2 separate regions of the Gossypium hirsutum genome follow, and region 2 is linked to region 1. A link is a contact called in public Hi-C data. All regions are on one chromosome and are shown on one strand. The core of a region is the stretch at or near the end of the contact, and the rest is flanking DNA. Distances in the headings are between cores, read along the strand shown.

Region 1 (5,215 bases), core at 1,274-3,773:
AACAAAGATCACATGGTCTCACACAAACACCAAAATAAAGTAGAAAAAATTACTTGGGTTAAGGAGATGAACCCTAGCAAACAAAGAGAAAACCACAACAAAACACAACCCTTCCTTTTCTTCAAGAAGAATTTTAAGGAATTTCAAAGGAGAAGGGAAAAGTATGATAGGGTAGGAAAATAGAAGAAAACACAACCCAAAATATAAATTTTAAAGACTTTTTAAAAAATTAATATAAGTTAATTCTAAAATTTAATATGAAACCTATATTTTAAATATTAAAATTACATACAAACTACGACTCTTACGAATTAATAGAGATTTTAAAATAGGTGGTATAATTGACTCAAATGCAAAATATCCTCCTCCTCCTCCTCCTTGTTCTTTCTTAATACTAAAATTAAAAGCATCTATATTCTTATTTAAATTTGTAACTGAATTGGTGTCATGATTTAACTCGATATTTACTCAGTTATGAAATTTATTAAAAACCCATATTTTAAACAATTAATATATACTATTATAAGATATTTCTATATCTTCATATATTAATATAAAAATTAATAAAATTAATTTTAAAATAAAAAAAAATGCAAGCACTAAGATTTAAACTTCAAACATCAAAAAATCACAAACTGATGGAATTTTTAGTATACCATCAGCTTGTTTCTCAAAAGAATCACAAACACATTCAACCATTAAAAATTTCGTCACAATTGGTTAACTGGTTGTTACTCAATTTTTTCACCAAAATTTGAAATGAAGTTACTCAATATTAGTTTTAAGTTATTTTTATTTTTTAGAGTTTAAAGTTAAAATTTTAGAGTTTAGGATTTTAAATTTAAGATGGAAAGTTTAGAATTTTAATTTTAATTTTTTTCAAATATATTATTTGATTATTCAAGTAATGAGTTTGAAAGATAATATATATGATATTTTATTGTTGTGGTTTTTAATAAAAGTATTATGGAAGTATTTGTATTAGGAGTTATATTATATTTTGCTCCCTCTACTCAAAAATGATAAATTAATTCCTGTACATTTGAAAGAAAAAAATTAAAATTAATCTTTCTGTTAAATTCACCATTAAAATTAGTCTTTCTATTAAATTATATGTATCTTTTTAATCAAGTTGCTATAATTAATTTCTTATATTACACGTACAATAGTGACCTTACATAATAACTTTTTTATATTAATTTTTCAATTTTAATAATTATTTATAATTTCTTATAACTCTTAATCATCTCTAAGTAATTTTCTATAGTTTTATACGAATTTTTATAATCATTTAATATTTATTTAAGCAATCACTCTAAAATAAACTTAAATAAATAATTGTCTAGATTTATTTGAATCTAAACAATCATTTATCCATGCTCATTTTAGATGTTGTTTTAATTACTTTTAATTATTTTATAATATTTTATATTTTCTAAATAATTTTTTATAACTTTTAAATTATTTAAAAAGTCACGTTCAAGATGAATCTTTGTCCTAATTCATCCTCTATATGATTTTTTAAATAATTATTATAAACTTTTATTTATTTTTAAGATTTTAAATTTTTTTAAGTATTTGTTATCTCAGCATTTTTCACGTCAACATAAGGTATATGTGGTACACCATGTATCATTGCTTAGTTACTCCATCAGTTTTGTTTTCACTTAAAAGTAAAAATGAATGAAAATTTTGACAGAAGACCAATTTTCTCTTTAATATAAATATAGATGGATTAATTTTGAAATAAAATCCAAATAATCATTTAACAATATAAATTGGATGAAAGTTTTGACAAAAGGTCAAATTGCCATTTTTCTAGCATACAAAGGGGTAATTTATTTATTTATTTAGTAAAAATGACAAAATGCAATCTGAATCTTTGTTTAAGGGCATCCATAGTACTTTTACCTCTTTTTTCTTAAAGAATGCTCCTCTCTAAAAGGTTGATTATTTTGGTATTAACAAATATTTAATTTAGATTATAGTAAAAATAATTAAAAATGGTAGTTAATATTATCATCATATATGAAATAAATTTTAAATATTTTTAAGTAATTAATATAAAATTTATATATTTTTAAGCAATTAATATGTTAAATTATGAGAGTACAAATTTATAATTTTAAACTTAAATGAATATTTATAAAAGCCAAAAGCTGAATTGGGTTGGTGTTTTTTTTTTTTGGACAAAGTAAAATTTGACTGTTCAGCATTAGGATGAGAAACTATTTTTCTTTTTCACATCCATAAGAATAATAAACAAGACCTAAATTTTTGAGTGAAAAGGTATATTTTTATCCCAATTCAACGGTGTCCAAATCATGCCGATATTCAAGTTTAAATATTTATCCAGACGAGAAAAAGAAAATTTGGTAATAAAATGGTGTGAACAAAAATGAACCGTTCATTAAGGAATGTGGAGAAGGTGGAGCTTTTAATTTGATTCAACATCGTACAATTGACGTAACCATCCATTAGCCGAAATACAAATTGAATTTTGTAGAAAAACGATGGCGATACAATTAGCTGACAGCGGGCAGGGGCTGATGATGATCACCATTTTTGCTTAGAAATAACCCAACAGCTGTCCATCATTTTCCTTTCGAATAGAAACACAGGTAATCCAAGTCGCCTTCTTAAATGGCCCCACAAATCCGAATCTTTGAGATATTGCCTGCATTCTTCCCATGGGTGACTTGCTGCTTCTTATAGTCGGGAAAAGGGTCGCTTTCTTCTGCTTTATTTGGCGGATGGACCCACCAAGTCTCCCTCCATCTACTTCTTCATCTTAAAATTATTGGATGGTGTTTAGATCGACCATTTGTTATTTTTCAGATCCATATTTTAACTGATTTTTAGTCTAATTAATTTATTCATTCGATTCAAATAATATCGATTTAAACTTTAATCGAATTGAATTTTAACCATCAGATTTCTTTACTCAAACTTAGTTTAGATAGAATAAATAACCTGACGAAAGAATAAATAACACTCTTAAATAACTTTTTAAGTAATAATAAATTATTAATTAGATTTAATGTTTGTTTATTGAATATGTTGTGATTTTCTTTGTAATGTGAACATTTCTCTTTCATGAAGGCAATCCAAGCCGAACTTTGTCTGCAAATTCCAAAGGGATAAGCGCTGATCCTTCCCTTTCCTTGGGTATCAGGCCAAATCAAGGGGAATTTGAAACCAGCTGCTTTTGACATTTTCTTTTCTGCAGATTAGCCAATGATTGTATAAAAGATTGTAACATTTCAAAGATTACAATGCCAGCATTTCTTCTTATATCATTTTATTGGTATTACTGAAATGGAAAGATGAATTTGGTTTTGGCCGGTTATCTGAAACAATTATAATATTTCATTTGTATAAACTTATAGAACTGGAACTTATCCTATTTTGTTAGGTATGATCCAAACACTATTAAATTATGGTTAAGTAACCTAATCTATTATTGAATCTCATTCAAAAAATTAACTAATTTCAAATAAAAAGTTGTTAAGTTTCTTTTTGTAGTTTTTTTTTAAGGTGTTTGGTTTAAGAAATTTCATATTTTTGAAGTAATGTAAGATTCTAGAATGAATTACCTTTTTTAAATCTTAAAGAATATTTTGAATCAATAATATTATATTTTTTAATAGTACCAAAATTATGAAATATAGGTGTAATTTTATTATCACCTCTTCCTTATGTAAGATAATGTTATTGTAGTCGATTGAATCTTAGATTGATTGGCACAGGTATTATTGCTAATGCAAGAGAACGTGGGTTAGAGTGTGCTGAAACGCATTATTCTCCTATTTTTGGGTTAAGAAGGGGCTATGGGTAATTCTAAGCATAATGTCAAAAAGTGCAGATATAATTAAAACGAATAATGAGATTATTAAAAAAAAATTCTTACATAATGCTATTTTTTAATCAATTTTACCTGTAAACATTTTACCCGTAATCATAGGTTTACCCGTAATCAATTTTACATAATGAGATTATATAATTAAAATATGCTATTTTTTTTTTCAATTTTGTTATCATTTTATCCGTGATCATAGGTTTATCCTTGCAATCTAATTACTTTTATTATTGATCCCCTTAATTAATATATTCAATATAATTATTTTTAAGTTAGGATTTGAATTTAAGTATTTGTAATTCATTACCACCTTTTCTAATGTTTTAAGAATAAGACTATGGTTGAATCGACTAGACCATCATTCTTGATTCAACTAATTTAAAATTAAAAATTTAAAAAAATCATAAACATCAATAATAATTTAGAGAAATCATTAAAATAATGAGAAAATTAATAAATATATATAAATGATAATAGAAATATAAATTTTCATTTTAGGCTAAAGAGGCATATAAGCCCTATAATTTGGCGAAAAGATTAATTAAGCCCCTCCGTGAAAAACACACTCAATCAAGCTCTCAAAGTCACAAATTACACCAATTAAGCCCCGTGGCAATCATTTTCTGCTTATGACCATTACAGTGCTGACGTGGCCGGTTATAACATTGATGTGGCGCTTCATGTCATCGATAGTTGTTGGCGTTGCAGTACCAAGTCAGCCACCACATCAACAAAACTAAAAAAAAAATCATTTTTTAAAAAGAATAATAAAAAGAAATTAAAAGAAATATTTTTTTATGTTTGACTGGAATATTTAATATTTTTTAAAAACATTATTAAAATTTATAAATGTATTAAGTAAAATTTAAAATGTTCAAAAATAAAAAATTAATAAAAACCATTTAAAAGTTAAATCTAAAATGAATGAGGACATATGGTTGTCTGGATTCACTATGAATTTGGACAATCATGTGTCTAAATTCATTAAAAATGATTTTTCTAAATTATATAGAGTTTAAAAGTATTAAAAATTATTTTCCTTTAAAATATGATATCTATCAATTTTAAAATTTTATTGGTACCTTTTAGTATATATAAAAAAATAAAAAAAATATTTTTTTCAAACTTTTTATGAGGGCATATGCTCATGACAAATCCATCTCATGTTTATATTGATCTTGATCATGTGCTTTGATCCATCTCATATCAGTATATGGATTGTCAGCTTCATGACAAATGACATGTAAAATTGACTTAATTTTTTTTCTTTATTTAATTGATGAATTTATTTCCAATAACGAAAATTCTTGGCACGGGTTAAATTTCCCTTCTTTTCTTATTGAAAAACAAATTTAT
Region 2 (5,215 bases), core at 965-3,464, 70 kb before region 1:
AGAGAAACAAACCACCGGTAACGATTCATATTCGATGCGTTGAATATTTCCATTAATTAGGACCTGTGAAAGCAAAGGTTTTCCCAGATTAACGTAAACAGCCATACGAGCATATTTTCCTCTCGCTTTGCTATCCGTATTGAAATCCAATTTTGCAATCTTGCCAACCATTCCACTAATTTCCCACAGTATTCTCTTTTTGTACAAATGTCCTGGAAGACCCGGGGATTTGATCAAGGTCATTACCACATTCGGGTAAGGTTGTGCGAGATTAAACTCTGTTGTCTAGGGTTGTACAGTCAGATATTGACCGTAAATGATCCATGGTCCTTGGGTTAAAACCGTCTCATAATCCTCTGAATTCTTGAATTTCATCAGGAAATATCCGTTCTCAATATCCATCAATTGGGATGACATGGAAGGCTTCCGAAATCCATTAATCTGATTTTGGAGTGCTGCAAATCTAATGTTTTGCCCCAACAACTTAAGCACCACTCAGGTAGACATTTCTTTGATTAAAAGTTGATTAACCCGATCCAAAAACTCAATCGATGGAACTCCGTTAACAGATGACCTTTTGATATCTCCATCAAGAAAAAGCAAAATCATCATCCGTTTCAAGACTAACCACTTTACTCCCCCTTTTTGATCATGCAATCTTTTACCGAAAAGCTTCTCTTTCTAGGATAACGACGATAAAGGATTCGAATCAACAACCATCTCTGGATCCGACCTTGAATCTGTCTCTTTAAACCGCACCTTTTTAGTATTCCGATCACCAACAGAACAGGAACCATCCCCATTGTCACCACAGAGAGAATTCGACATCTTCTATTTCAATTCTAAACACAAATTTCTGTTTAAAATACATAAAACTAGTTAATTTAGGAATAATATATAATTTAGCCCCTGAACTTATCTATTTGTATCTAGTTGGTTCCTAACTTTTTGGATCTAATTAGTCGTTGAACTTGTATTCCGTCAATCAAGTTGGTTCCTCCACACTAACACCGTTAGTTTGTGATGATGCCATGATATTTCTAACCAATTTAGAGGACGACATATGGGAAACATAATTTATATATTTATATATATTTTTAGTTTATGTTTTCCATATGGTGCACTAAGAGGCTACCACGTGAGATCACCAGATTAGCTAGTTGTATCACGTTAGCACAACTAATAATGTTAGTACAAAAATATTAATATAGTTGATGAAATACAAGTTTAAGGACCAATTAGATAAAAAATATTTAGGGACCAACTACATAAAATGAACAAGTTCAAGAATCAAATTATATATTAACCCTTTAATTTATTATAAAATTAAACAGCGCTAAATATTTATTTTAATAATAAATATTCCAGCACACCAATCTCGGTTTAGCTGAATTCAAAACAAGCAGTAAACCCCAACGATATTCGGTTTTGATAGACATAGATAGGTTGAGACTTGAGAATTTTTCTCTGATGGATGGACCGCTTACGCTTGATTCAACTCTAGGGTTTTTGACTGGATGTTGTTCTAGTGCAAAATAACAGTGATTGAAGGGTAATCTATGAAGTGATAAAATGCTACACCTATGGCTAAAGCTAGTTTACAGATGATGACAGAGTTTAGCCATTCGTAGGGAATGATCCTGTACCTGATGGAACGTAATATCGAATCAAGTGAATGTGAGTGGTGTCTAACTCTGATTGGCCTCAACATATCGTATCTGAATGGTGTCTGATGTTACCATTTTCTTAACTATGTTATATGTTCAACATGATGTCCAAAATTTCTGGTTCACGTAGAGATAGGGTCGTCCAACGAATTCAAGGAGCCATCAATTGACTGATTGGGTTGTTTAATTACTGCCATCATTCTGGGATGCAAATGAAGTTTCAATTTCAAAAGCTAATCCTAGCTCAGAGTCCTCCCAATCTAGAACCTCTGGGATTCTGATTGTTCTTAAAGAGGGGAATACTTGTACTGAGTTTGCAACTTTCAAAGTGTGTATAGGAAAGAAGGCTGTAAAAGGAAATAAGATGAATAGATGCAAAGATGAGGAAAACCTAGAACTATCACCCCTCATATGTCTATAACTTTCATATCCAACCGAGTCGACTTAATTGAACATATGCATACAAACATTTGGGTTTAGCTTGTATACGAGAAGAGAGCAAGCCAAAGTCCTTTCAAGTACCAGACAGCTTGGGTTCTACCAGGAAAATGGTCGGTCCTAAAAAACACGTTCTTCTTTTTATCTGTCAAATGTGAGGTACGGTCCCAGTAGGGGACCAAGGTTCTCATAATTCCACTGGCAGAAGCACCCGGCTCATCTCCAGAACTCTTCTTCGTCCATTGAAATAATTGGCCTATGCCACGTTGCCATCTATCAAATGCACCGTAATCAACGGGTTTCTAAGATGATCCTGCTAAGGAAAATAAACAACCAGAAAAGAGAAATTAGACACCTTCTCTCTGGTCTAAAATCTCATGTTAGCACTCAAATTGGGACAATTGCTAATGTGAAAAACGCTAAAGACAACATAATATATGGAGTTTCTGAAAAAAAAAAGAGCAAAGCAAGTGGCGAAGCCAAGTGGGGCTAGCAGTGCTCAGCCCCTAAAATAAAAATTATTTTTTCATTTATATTTTTATAATTTATAAATTTTTAAATTAGTAATAATATTATTATATTTTTACTCTTAAAAAATAATAAAAATTTATTTAATCTTTTAAAAATTATAAAAATATAAATTATTAAAACGATAAAATTATACTTTTACTCTTGTAAAAATATATAATTTAATTTTAAATCCGGAAAAATCGACAATTGCTATTGAAAGTCGACAATGATCTCTTGAAAGTTGAAAATCGGCAGCCCATTATAGGTAACCATCTCAGTCTGGGTGGCGAAGAACACTAATAGGTGACCATATCTGGTTTAACCATTGATGTTTTAGAATAAAACAAGTTGCAGCTTAAACTGGTGCTCTAAACATTCTAAAAACATGGTCTGATCTTCATCACCTAAATTCTTCCGAGTTTGTAATCTTTAAATATAATCCATTTGAATGCACCGTTTCAACTCTAAAAATCCTCCCTTCCTTGGCCATTTGCAGCAGCTGGTTGTGAAAGGAATATTCATGTTTTAATGTCTTCTTTCAGTGTGTGTAAGAACCATCAATTTTGCCCACCATATTTGGCCATGGTTCAGTCCAAAGTTCTAGGCTTTGGTTTAGCTGAAGGTAGGAAAAAAGTTGGTATGTGAGATAATAAGGAAACTCATGAGCCATGGAAGTTGCCGACGTTATTTAATATTCATTATCAGATGATTGATTGACATCCATGACTGTAGCAGCGATAGTGATACTGGACCATAGGAATTGATTGAACTTTGACAGGTTACTAAAATAAAATGAAAGAAGCTTAGTGTGAGGTCCACACTAATCCGGAAAGTATTGCTAACTTTAACCTATTGAATCTGAGGGCTAATTTAGTGCTGTTTTTGAAACTTGTGAAAAAAATACTTTTAAAATTTTTTCTTTAAACTTTAATTATAGGTTGTGTTATGTTAACTAAACAAATTTTAAAAAGATAGATATTACTATATATTAAGGTGTTTGGTTGTTGAGAATTGGGATATTTATTACTATTATTGTGTTGCTATGAAGTAAAATGTCTATGTTATTTATGAATGTACAATATTGTGAAGATTTTGGAAGGATTGATGAGTAAAATTAAGAAATAATGGTTAAACAGAAAACTAGATATGAACTTAACAAATGAAGAAAACAAGAGAGAAAATATGTCAAGAAATATGTGCAGAAATATTATTGAACTGAGAACTTGCTTACAATCCTTCATTATATCAACATATTTACATTAAGGAATATTAATAAATTACAACATAATTTGTAACAAATAAACTAAAGCCAAACTAACTAACAAATAAATTGAAATCAAATTAACTAAACTAATTCAAACTAACTCTAACTAAGTTTGACTTGATTACTGAATCACTAACATTCACCCGTCTTCTATTGCCTGCACCTTCAGTCTACTTCGCATTTTGCAAAAAAAGCATCGCAGATAGGCATTTAGTAAGTATGTCAGCAACCTGTTCTGAAGCCGGGACTTGGCCAACAATCAATTTACCAGTAGTAACTCACTCTCGAGCAAAATACAAATCAAGCTCCACAAAACTCGAAGTGAAAAAGGGGATTCGCTAAGACTGCCATGACACTCAAATTGTCTCACCACAACACACTCTTATCATTAGGTTGCACGTGTAACCCAGTAAGCAAAGACCCTAACCATATAATATAAGTTGTGGAACTAGCAATACTCTAATACTCTACCTCAACAATAGACTGTGATGTGACTTATTATTTCTTAGAAGACCAAGACATCGAATTATCAGTGAAAAATAAACAATACCTTGATGTATACCGACAATCATCAATGTCAAGTCCCAATTTGGCATCAACAAAGCTAGTAATGGATAGCTTACGAGTAGGATGAAAACACACACTATAATCCTCTGTGGCTCATAAGTGCCACAAAATTCATTTCATGGCAACATAGTGTGTATCCAACGGAAAGTGCATAAACTGACAAACAGTTTCGGATCTTGTAATCACAACATATTGCAAATCCCCAACAATACTCTAATATTTAGAATAATTATCAATAGAAGTACTGACACCCTTTGACAGTGTAACATCCCTCGCTCGACCCGATTGCCGGATCCAAACTACGGGATGCTACAGTCGTTGCCAAAGCAACTATTAACAAATTCATGGTAAAACCATCACCTCATATCATCATTCACACAATCAACGATAATACAACATTGAATATCATGAGCATATTTTCAGAGTCTTATATGAGCATATGAATACTTTAAAGTCAACCTAAGATTGAATAGAGACCTTTTTACATCAATATTAAAATTTCAGATCAAGTATATCATATATAAATCATTCAAATATTCAATCATGTCATAAAAACCTAAATAGTATGATACGCAATTAATTTCGAGCCTTAATCAAACTTACGAAAGCTCTTTTATTGACCCGAGTATGAAATAGGACCAAAATTGTAGGGTTTTCAAAATTTTAGTTCAGGTATCAATACCCTTACCTGGTATTGATACCAATTTTAGCTTCGATGTTTAGAAATATTAAATTAAAACCAAATGTATCGATACCAGTTATAAAGCAT

The links. A called contact is a pair of places that touch in the nucleus more often than the background predicts.
Region 2: a contact with region 1 is called in a Hi-C map of leaf, with 4 times the contacts expected there. The contact joins two enhancer-like sites. A contact is called at or near these places in 5 of 34 Hi-C or Micro-C datasets (fibers, leaf and petal).

The regions. Positions count from the first base shown.
Region 1 is chrD12:29,289,384-29,294,598 of Gossypium_hirsutum_v2.1, reverse strand. No RefSeq gene overlaps it. Among protein-coding and RNA genes, the nearest start is that of LOC107942417, 16 kb to the right of the region's middle. Within about 2 kb of position 2,523, at least 2 of the 9 cell types and tissues checked have an H3K27ac peak or open chromatin away from gene starts, as enhancers often do. A contact at or near this core is called in fibers and leaf, where this site is marked.
Region 2 is chrD12:29,359,025-29,364,239 of Gossypium_hirsutum_v2.1, reverse strand. No RefSeq gene overlaps it. Among protein-coding and RNA genes, the nearest start is that of LOC121224527, 17 kb to the left of the region's middle. Within about 2 kb of position 2,214, at least 8 of the 9 cell types and tissues checked have an H3K27ac peak or open chromatin away from gene starts, as enhancers often do. A contact at or near this core is called in fibers and leaf, where this site is marked.